Linked DNA regions of Mus musculus: all the other regions are linked to region 1. The links are chromatin contacts, called in public HiChIP or PLAC-seq maps. All regions are on one chromosome and are shown on one strand. The core of a region is the stretch at or near the end of the contact, and the rest is flanking DNA. Distances in the headings are between cores, read along the strand shown.

The links. HiChIP or PLAC-seq counts read pairs in DNA pulled down with a chosen protein or histone mark.
Region 2: a contact with region 1 is called in an H3K4me3 HiChIP or PLAC-seq map of bone marrow-derived macrophages, with 2.9 times the contacts expected there. The contact joins the enhancer-like site here to the promoter of Mavs in region 1. A contact is called at or near these places in 1 of 39 promoter capture datasets (hippocampal neurons), 1 of 15 datasets of contacts at CTCF or cohesin (pro-B cells), 2 of 484 Hi-C or Micro-C datasets (bone marrow-derived macrophages and memory CD8 T cells), 5 of 115 datasets of contacts at active chromatin or transcription factors (astrocytes, bone marrow-derived macrophages, embryonic stem cells and 2 more) and 4 of 9 other capture datasets (adipose tissue, embryonic stem cells, liver and 1 more).
Region 3: a contact with region 1 is called in an H3K27ac HiChIP or PLAC-seq map of embryonic stem cells, with 7 read pairs. The contact joins the promoter of Adam33 here to the promoter of Mavs in region 1. A contact is called at or near these places in 11 of 39 promoter capture datasets (the C10 cell line, the HPC-7 cell line, Sertoli cells and 7 more), 2 of 15 datasets of contacts at CTCF or cohesin (the NIH/3T3 cell line and pro-B cells), 8 of 484 Hi-C or Micro-C datasets (the G1E-ER4 cell line, bone marrow-derived dendritic cells, bone marrow-derived macrophages and 4 more), 17 of 115 datasets of contacts at active chromatin or transcription factors (the 230-238 cell line, bone marrow-derived macrophages, craniofacial prominence and 8 more) and 5 of 9 other capture datasets (adipose tissue, embryonic stem cells, liver and 2 more).

What each region holds. Positions count from the first base shown.
Region 1 is chr2:131,232,710-131,235,459 of GRCm38.p6, forward strand. Mavs (mitochondrial antiviral signaling protein) reads left to right here and starts at 1,354. Exons shown (of 7, transcript NM_001206385.1): 1 at 1,354-1,418.
Region 2 is chr2:131,415,321-131,418,070 of GRCm38.p6, forward strand. No RefSeq gene overlaps it. Among named protein-coding and RNA genes, the nearest start is that of Rnf24, 64 kb to the left of the region's middle. Within about 2 kb of position 1,376, at least 33 of the 459 cell types and tissues checked have an H3K27ac peak or open chromatin away from gene starts, as enhancers often do. A contact at or near this core is called in bone marrow-derived macrophages, where this site is marked.
Region 3 is chr2:131,062,441-131,065,190 of GRCm38.p6, forward strand. It overlaps Adam33 (a disintegrin and metallopeptidase domain 33), which reads right to left and starts at 1,374. Exons shown (of 21, transcript NM_033615.3): 1 at 975-1,374. The coding sequence starts at 1,074.

The sequences.
Region 1 (2,750 bases), core at 104-2,603:
GTGTGGCCTTGTTGAAGAAATTCAGAAGCTCCACCTAGGCTCAGTGACTTGCTCTTCCTTCTTGCTGCCTGAGGATGCAGAGGCAGAACTCTCCGCCCCTCTACAGCACCATGTCTGCCTGCTATGGTGCCTACTTCACCTTGCTTCCTGCCATGACCACATTGAACTAAACCTCTGTACTGTAAGCAAATGCCAATTAAATTTTCTAAGAGTTGCCATGCTCATGATGTCTCTTCATAGCAACGGGAACCCTAACTAAAACAAACAGTAATAAAATCTAATTTCATTCAAAGAGTTCCAGCATGGTGGCAGCTCTAACCTCAGTGCTCCCTTAGGCTTGTCTTTAAAACTGTATTAGATAGGAGATTATAGCATTAAGTATGTCATTGATGCATTTTTCAGCTTTTTTCCTGTTTTATATTTATGATGGGAGGGGTGATAAATGCCAATGCTTTTTGGAGTTAGTTCTCTTTCCATTATGCAGATTACAGTGGTCAGACTCAGATCTCTGGCTTGGCAAAAAGTGCCCTTACCTGCTGAGCCATCTCACCAGCCCCAGTTGATATATTTTTACATGTGCTCCAGCTGCGTACTCTCCACCTACATCGAGTTATAAGACATTTCTACCATCTAGCCGTGCTGAGGTAACTGATTTCTTTTTAACTATGTTCGTTTTTTACTTCTGGTTGAAAGAATTGACTGGAAGCGAAAAGCTTTCGTTCCTTTGTCTCTGTAAGCCAGTGGAGGTCAGAGGAGTCGGGTTACCCTGGTGTTGGAGCTATAAGCGGTTGTAGCTTGGTGCATATCCCCAGATAGATGCAGTCTTTTGCTGCATCCTGTTCCTACCAGCCCAGCTGGTGTCATCTGGCTAGGCACTCATGTCCCTATGACATTTTGTGCGACACTACGTTTATGGAGCACTGGAGACATAGGAGCAGATCACATGAAGACCCTCTCTCCTCCAGTACTTGGCTAGAAGATCTGCTTTGCCTGAGGAATGGAACGGAATCTAAGAACTGCAGTTTTCTGGGTATCTGGACTTCCCCTGAAAAGTGTTCTAGACTAAGCAGGAAGAAACAATCTCCCTAATGCACCTGCAGGAAATCAGAAGAGACCTCAAGCAAGGCCTGCGGGGCACCAGCCGCTAGACCAGCCGCTCCGGAACATCAGGACTCATCCACTGGCCCTGCGACCGGCCTAGCTCAGCTCCGCCCAGGCATCCCCAGCCCAGCCAACAGCCGTACTTCCAACTCTATCACAGTCTGGCTCTGCCAGGCCAATGACTGCGCTTCCGATCCCGCCCCTCCTCCCCACGCCTGACCAATAGCTGCGTGGCTGGCTTCGTCCCGCCCCCTTCATCTGCGAGGGCTCTGCACAGTCGAACGCGGTCAACCTGTTGCCTAGTCTGGTTTCTCTTGGTAAGTTTGCAGCCTGGGCGTCGGTGCTCAGGACTCTGTGTTCACTGAGATCCTTCAGGGAGGGAACCTTGGCTAGGGCCAGTTACGCCTGGGAGTCCGCATGGGCGCCCTGGGCCTGGGCGCGTGGGGTCGGAGAGGCTCCTGAACTAGGGGAGAATGAGGTCGGCCACACACGGATTCGCGACCCCGGCAGTTCCTTGATCCGCATCCAGCACCTTTAGCAAGCAGGTAGGTGGTGCCGAGAGTTTGCCCAGGCTGGACAGAAAGAACCTCGGAGTGCCCCCTGCTTCTCCCAGGCCCTGGTGACTCGAGCGAGGCCTGGCTACGAGCAACGACCTGTGGCAGCCGCGCCAGGGAGTAGGCCTGCCAGTCCGGGCTACGGCCTGATCCTGGATCTGGGCAGTTGCAGGCAATAACATCTGTTCAAAACAGCCTCCCTGCACTTGGAGACCTGAGTCCCGACAGGAATCTAGTCCGAGGCCAGGAGACTTGTCCCTCGGGAGTGTGGATATTTATTTCCACGACCCGGACAGAAGCTCTGTGGAAGTCAGGTCGGAAGCTTTGCTGTGTCCAGGACACTCTTGCCACCTCCCTTTCTGTTATAAGAAAGGGTCTGATATAAGAAAGAAGTTTGAGGAAAAGGATGAAATCAAAAGAAAGCAGAAAACAATGTTCTTTGGATACCGGGAAGCTTCAAAAACTTGAAGGGCATTCAGCCTCGATCTCAGAACTCAGGTGAATGTCAGTAAGGGCAGCATTGATGCCAGTTGTGTCTGAGAGACTTTTATGTCTTCAAAGAGCCTAAATGCTGCATCTTCTCACCCTATAGTCACATCCCCAGGCAGTGACCTTGGTGTAAAGAGGGGCTTTGTGGTTTTCCTGCTGCAGGGACCTCTATGCTGTTAGGTCATGGCAACAAGTCTGGGTACAAATTCCACACTGCAGGTCAGCCGTGTAGCTTGGTATCACTTCCTCTCTTGTGATTGTGTTAAAGGACATAAGTAAAAGGACCTCAGGCTGCCTCTGTTAACAGAGAACCTTCGAGAAATGAATAACTGTGAGCTTCCTCTGCTTTTGGTGGGGCTCCATGCCACTCCCCGCCCCCAGGCTGCATTCAGAGTTGTGGTTGGACTGCAGAAAACCAATAATTTGACTCCCTCATCGTCACATCTTTCTAGGTGACCTGGGAAAGGGGGAGGAAGGGTTTCATCAGGCTGGCCTCTACAGAGGCCTCATTTTTCATCCCCTGAAGGCTCAACAGACCTCAATCTTATCTCCTTGATCTCCCAGCCTTCCATCCTTAGCTCTTTGTAGGAATGTAGCATTTGGTAG
Region 2 (2,750 bases), core at 126-2,625, 180 kb after region 1:
TAGGTCTTCACTTAAATCTAATTCAAGCTCACTGATTTGGCTTGGCTGGCTGGCCAGCTTGCTCCAGGGATCAGACTTCTGTCTCTGTCTCCCAAGCCGTGGGATGACAGGTGGGCTGTTACTCTGCCTAGCATTTACATGGGTGCTGGGGATTTGAACTCTGGCCCTTATGCTTGTGCATCAAATCTATTAAGCCTTCTCCCTAGGCCCTCCTTCTTGGCTTTCTGTCTAGATAGTCTGTTACTGAGAGAGAAGTTAAAATCTTCAACTATGATGTGTTTGTTTCTCCTTCCTATATGTCAACTGACCTTCCATATGCCCTGTATCTCTGTTTGCACACGTGTAGCATTGCTGTGTCTTCTTGGATTGACCATGTTATTGTTATATACTGTTCTTGGACATTTGCCTCACTCTCATATCCTCCCACATCTGTATCTCTGCTACAAGCATAGCCATTCCTGCGCCCGTTTAAGTTTGTGATGTGTAACACATCCACCCTTTCTCTTATTGCCCACCTATAATGTATTTGAAGTGAATTTTGTGTAGCCAACATATAGTTAGGTGATATGTGGGTTTTTTTTAATAAATGAGTATATTTTGTTCATGTTTTGTTTGTTTGTTTGTTTTTGAGGCAGAGTGTTTTCATATAGCCTAGCTGGCCCTGGAGTTCATTATGTAGTCCAGACTGGACTCAAATTCAATATACTCTGTTTTTTGTTTTTTTGTTTTTTTGTTTTTCGAGACAGAGTTTCTCTGTATAGCCCTGGCTGTCCTGGAACTCACTTTGTAGACCAGGCTGTCCTCGAACTCAGAAATCTGCCTGCCTCTGCCTCCCTAGTGCTGGGATTAAAGGCGTGCGCCACCACGCCCGGCTCAATATACTCTTATTCTGACTCCTGAATGCTAGGGATTATGGCAGGAGGGTGTTTGTTTAGACAATGTCTGCTGGATAGTTTAGGGTGGTTTCCAATTCACAATTGCCTGCCTTCCTGCCTTAGCCTCCTGATTACCAGGATTATAGACATGTACCACCACACCTGGCTTGAAGGGACAGAGCTGTTCCAATCTGCTTGCTGAATGACCCCTTATCTTGTCAAAGGTCCGATACATGGCATGTGCTCTGCATAGCTATGGTGGGCTAAGTCCAGCTGTCTGAGGCCATGGTTAGGAGAATGTGAAGGTCAGGTTATTAGAGCACAGGCTACCAGTTTCGACACTTAAACTTGGTTGACTGAGGTAAAGGCATTGCGCCCCCTCTCAATCCAAGGAACCCTCACTGAAAGAGAAAACAGCCCTTGGTTGAGATTCCACAGAGCAAAATCTCAAGGGGAAGAGTGTGCGGGTGCCTGGTCCTAGGCTCAAAGATGCCTCCTTGTGGCAACTGCAGCCTCTGCAGCTCACTGTTGAGCCGATGTAGACTCACCAGGGAACAGGCTTCAGGGCTCATGTCAGTCTCAGCTTTGTCCTCTTTTTAGCGATGTCTTCCTCAAGGAAGACCTTTGGGGAGGGGGAGATGAGCTGTGTGTCTGTCCACCTGCCGTGAAGATTTGCCAGGTCCCCATCGCTGGTCTCCAGGGCTACTTCCTCTGTACAGGGCAGATTCTGAATGCATCAGCCATGGGATCATCTCCCTTGGGCTGCCTTGGTTTTACTCCACTCTCTTACCTCCTCTCTTCTGGATGGTCTTTACTGGACTGTGGATCCCTCCACGGGGATTAGCTACCTGCTGGATTCATCTGGGTGCTCATCTGACTCTCACGGGCCCCACACCTGCAGTTCTGCACTTCCAGGCAGGCCCTTGAAGAGAAAGAGATCTCTACCACTCCACCACCACCGCTTCCAACCTTCCACAAGGTCCTAGCTCCTCAGCTAGGCTTTCTCAGGACATCTCTTTAAACAATATCTCTCCAGGCAGTTTTAGGCATGCTATCTCCTGAGGTAGATGTCATGAACAGAGATGGATACACACTCTGGATACAGGTAGTAGATCAAGACTGATAGAGGCAACCTGGAAATAGGAGAAAGGAGGTGGGCCTCTCTAGAAAAAGATTTATTCTTTATTCAAGACTGAAGAGCTGCAGTCTCTCTGCGGAAGTGGAGATGAAGTGTGTATTGTGTGAGGGCATTGTAGGTTTTTAGGCTGAAAAAGGGGAACTTTGGGGATGGAAGATTCCATCTGCAGATCAGCTCCTCTGCAGCCTGGAAGTGGTAGGTTGTATCAGGTTTGGGATGCCTATCTCCTGTTGGGAAGCCCCCACAGTTGTTATCAGTCAGGTCATCTCCTGTCCAGGGTTTCTCAGTCTACCTGAGGTTTCTGGGTCAGTGACCCTTCCACAGCTGCTTTAGACTGTAGGTCATTGATGAGGATTTCTTGCCAACCTGATCTGGTGGCAATGACAGAAAGCCCATGTCAGTGTCATTCCTTTTGTGCCCATGTGGTCCATGTGCATGCCTTGTACTATTTTGACTCTGAGAAAAGGAAATTTCCCCACCCCCGCAACATAATGTTTTTATTAATTATTTGGGAATTTCGTACACTGCATCCCAGCATACTCGCTCCCTATTCTTCCAGGCCCACCCTCCCACCCTTCCCCCACTCTCAAAAAAAACAAAAAACAAAAAACAAAAAACCAAAGCAAAACAATCCACCAAGTCCAATGTGTGTTGTCCATGTACGCATTGGAGCATGGCCAAACTCTCAGTGGCCAACCCCTTAAAAAAATGTGTCCTCCCCCACCCCCACCCAGCCA
Region 3 (2,750 bases), core at 124-2,623, 170 kb before region 1:
GAGAAGCCTTCCTGGAGGTTAAAGATCTCTCCGCCAAGAGAAGGCTTAACTGAGTATGGAGAACCAAGTCTTGCTGGCCTCGGATTACCAAGGGTGCAGGATAAGGATTCAGGTGTGAGTGTTCTCTGTGCAGCCCTGCAAGACAAGGAAGGAGGCAAGCTAGGAGTCCGGTGGACTAAAGTGGAAACTGAGGAAGCCAGTCTGCATTAGGAAACACAGAGGCTCTCTCTCCTCACCATTAACTATCCGCAGGCTAAAGGCAATACAGCTGTCAGTCAGCCCCCTCAGAAGCCTTACGGAAGCAGCAGTCAACAGATATGGGGTGGTTTCCAGACTGCCCAATATCCAGCCCTCAGCCCTTACTGCCTCCTCCCCGGTGGTCCTTCTGCCTTCTGGCCAGCCTAGTGCTTGCTATGTGGAGTTTGGAGATTCACCCTACAGGCTTGGAGATGCTAAGAGCCCTGTCGTCCCGGAGTAAGGAGAGGTTACAGTAGGAAGAGAAAGTGGTAGCCCCAGGCACGGCTAGGCAGACACCCCTGTTTGAAGAACTGCCACATAAGGCAACTGTATAAACACCATACACACTGCCCAGACCCAGCATGAGAAGAGGACGAGCCGAATGAGACAGCTAGGCCTGTGGGCAGACCAGGACTCCAAGGACCCCAGGTCCTTCCAGGAGCAGGGAGACACTCTGGCCTGGCAGTTTGGAAGTGCAGAAGCTTCCGGACAGAGCTGGGCAGCACTGAGGAAAGGGTAGTGTTGCCTATTTGCTTTGCTAAGTAAGTGTGGGCAAGTCTGCTCCAGGGCCAACCCTTACCAGGAGCACAGACCCTTCCCACATCCTGTCCTGGCCAGGTAGCCGAGGGTCGGGAACTCTATGTTCTGTAGTTGCACTGGAACCCATGACCACCACCACTTCACCCTGCCCTAGAGCCGCCCCCCCCCCCCCCCCCCCCCGCCGCCTGTATCCTCACCTGGAAACATCCGAGCGCTCCGCAGCGGACACGAGGGCAGCAACAGCGGCAGCAATAGCAGCACCGGAGACCCCCCGGGTCTCCCGCACCTCGAGCCCATGGCTGGGAGTGCCTTTCCCTCTCACTCTTGCTGTGCTGTTGGCTCCACCCCGGCTAGAGGGGGCCGCCTCCTCCCGCCCTCAGCGGGCCTCGCGCCACCTCACAGGAGCGCAGGAGTGTGGCCCTACCCTGGCCCGCAAAACAGGAGTCCGCGCTGCGGGAGCCAGGATGACCCTCCCTGGCGTTATCTGCAACAATCCTATCCACGCTGGCCAAGGGAGGCGAGGGCGGAAAGTCCGGGAAGGTTCTTAGAGAACCTCTCTGGTGCTGAATAGAGGCACTAGCTAAGTGATCCCCACAGCTGCTCTGTCTGCCTAGCACACATCTCTGGTCGCAGTCTCCCTAGTGACATCTGGATTCTCCTTTCTACCCAGGATCTGTCTACCTGCACCTAGTGTCCCACAGCAGTGAAGCTGTCCCACTGCAGCTGAGATGCATCTGGGTACCTAGGGGTCTTGTGGTGGCCGCGTTGCTGAAGTCTGTGGTTCCTGGTAAAGGCAATGCAGTGGTGGGCACAGGGCAGAGGAACAGCGATGGCCAGGACAGAATTGTTCTATACCACAGACCCCCAGGCATGAGGGACCCTTTCCCAAATTTTAAGGACATTGCTTTCGTGTTGAAAAGATCACTTCGTACACTTGGTATGATTTCGGATAGCAAGAGATTTAACTTTGAAATAAGATGATTAATAATTTCGTTCTGAGAATATGGAATGTAAAAGTTCCAACGGCAGAAGAAAAAACATTTATACGATTCGAACATCAAATGCTGGGATTAAAGGCGTGGTGGTGCACGCCTTTAATCCCAGCACTCGGGAGGCAGAGGCAGGCGGATTTCTGAGTTCGAGGCCAGCCTGGTCTACAAAGTGAGTTCCAGGACAGCCAGGGCTACACAGAGAAACCCAGTCTCGAAAAAACCAAAACCAAAAACAGAAAACCAGTATGATAGGTCAGGCAATTGGATCGAGACAGGACACTCAAGATAGCTAGCCTGTGCAATATAGAAAGAAGTCTCATGGAAGAGAGAGGGAAGGGAAGGAGGGGGGAGAGAGAGAGAGAGAGAGAGAGAGAGAGAGAGAGAGAGAGAGAGAGAATGAGAGCGAGAGAGCGAGCGCACCTCAGTTGATACAAGATTGGGGCCCTGAGTTCCATCCCCAGCATCCCATAAATTGGGTGTAGCAGCACACACCTGTATCCCAGCAGAGAGGCAAAAGACAAGTTCAAAGTCCTATATGGAAAAAGTGTGAGATCAGCCTGGAGACCTGGTGTGTGGCAGTGGGGTGAGGGGTGTCATCAAGGAGAAGGCTTAGTAAGTAAAGGACCTGCGTTGGTTCTTGAGTTCAAGTCTCCAGCAATCAGAGAAAGCCAGAACCATTGCACAAACTTGTAAGCCAAGTGTTGGACTGGACAGAGACAGGCAAATGTTTGAGGTCCAGGTTCAGTAAGAGACCCTATCTCAAAAAATCTGATGGAGAGTAACACTGGAAGAACTCAGAGTGAGTCACACATGCACACACAGGTGAATGTGTATACAAAGGGGGCAGGGAGGGAGAATGAGAGGAGACTGGGAGATATCTGTAGTTCATGTCTGTAATTCTAGCACTTCAGAGGCAGCTGGAGCTACACAGCAAGACCCCGTCTCAAAAACAAACCCAAGCCTGACAGTGGTGAGGTACAC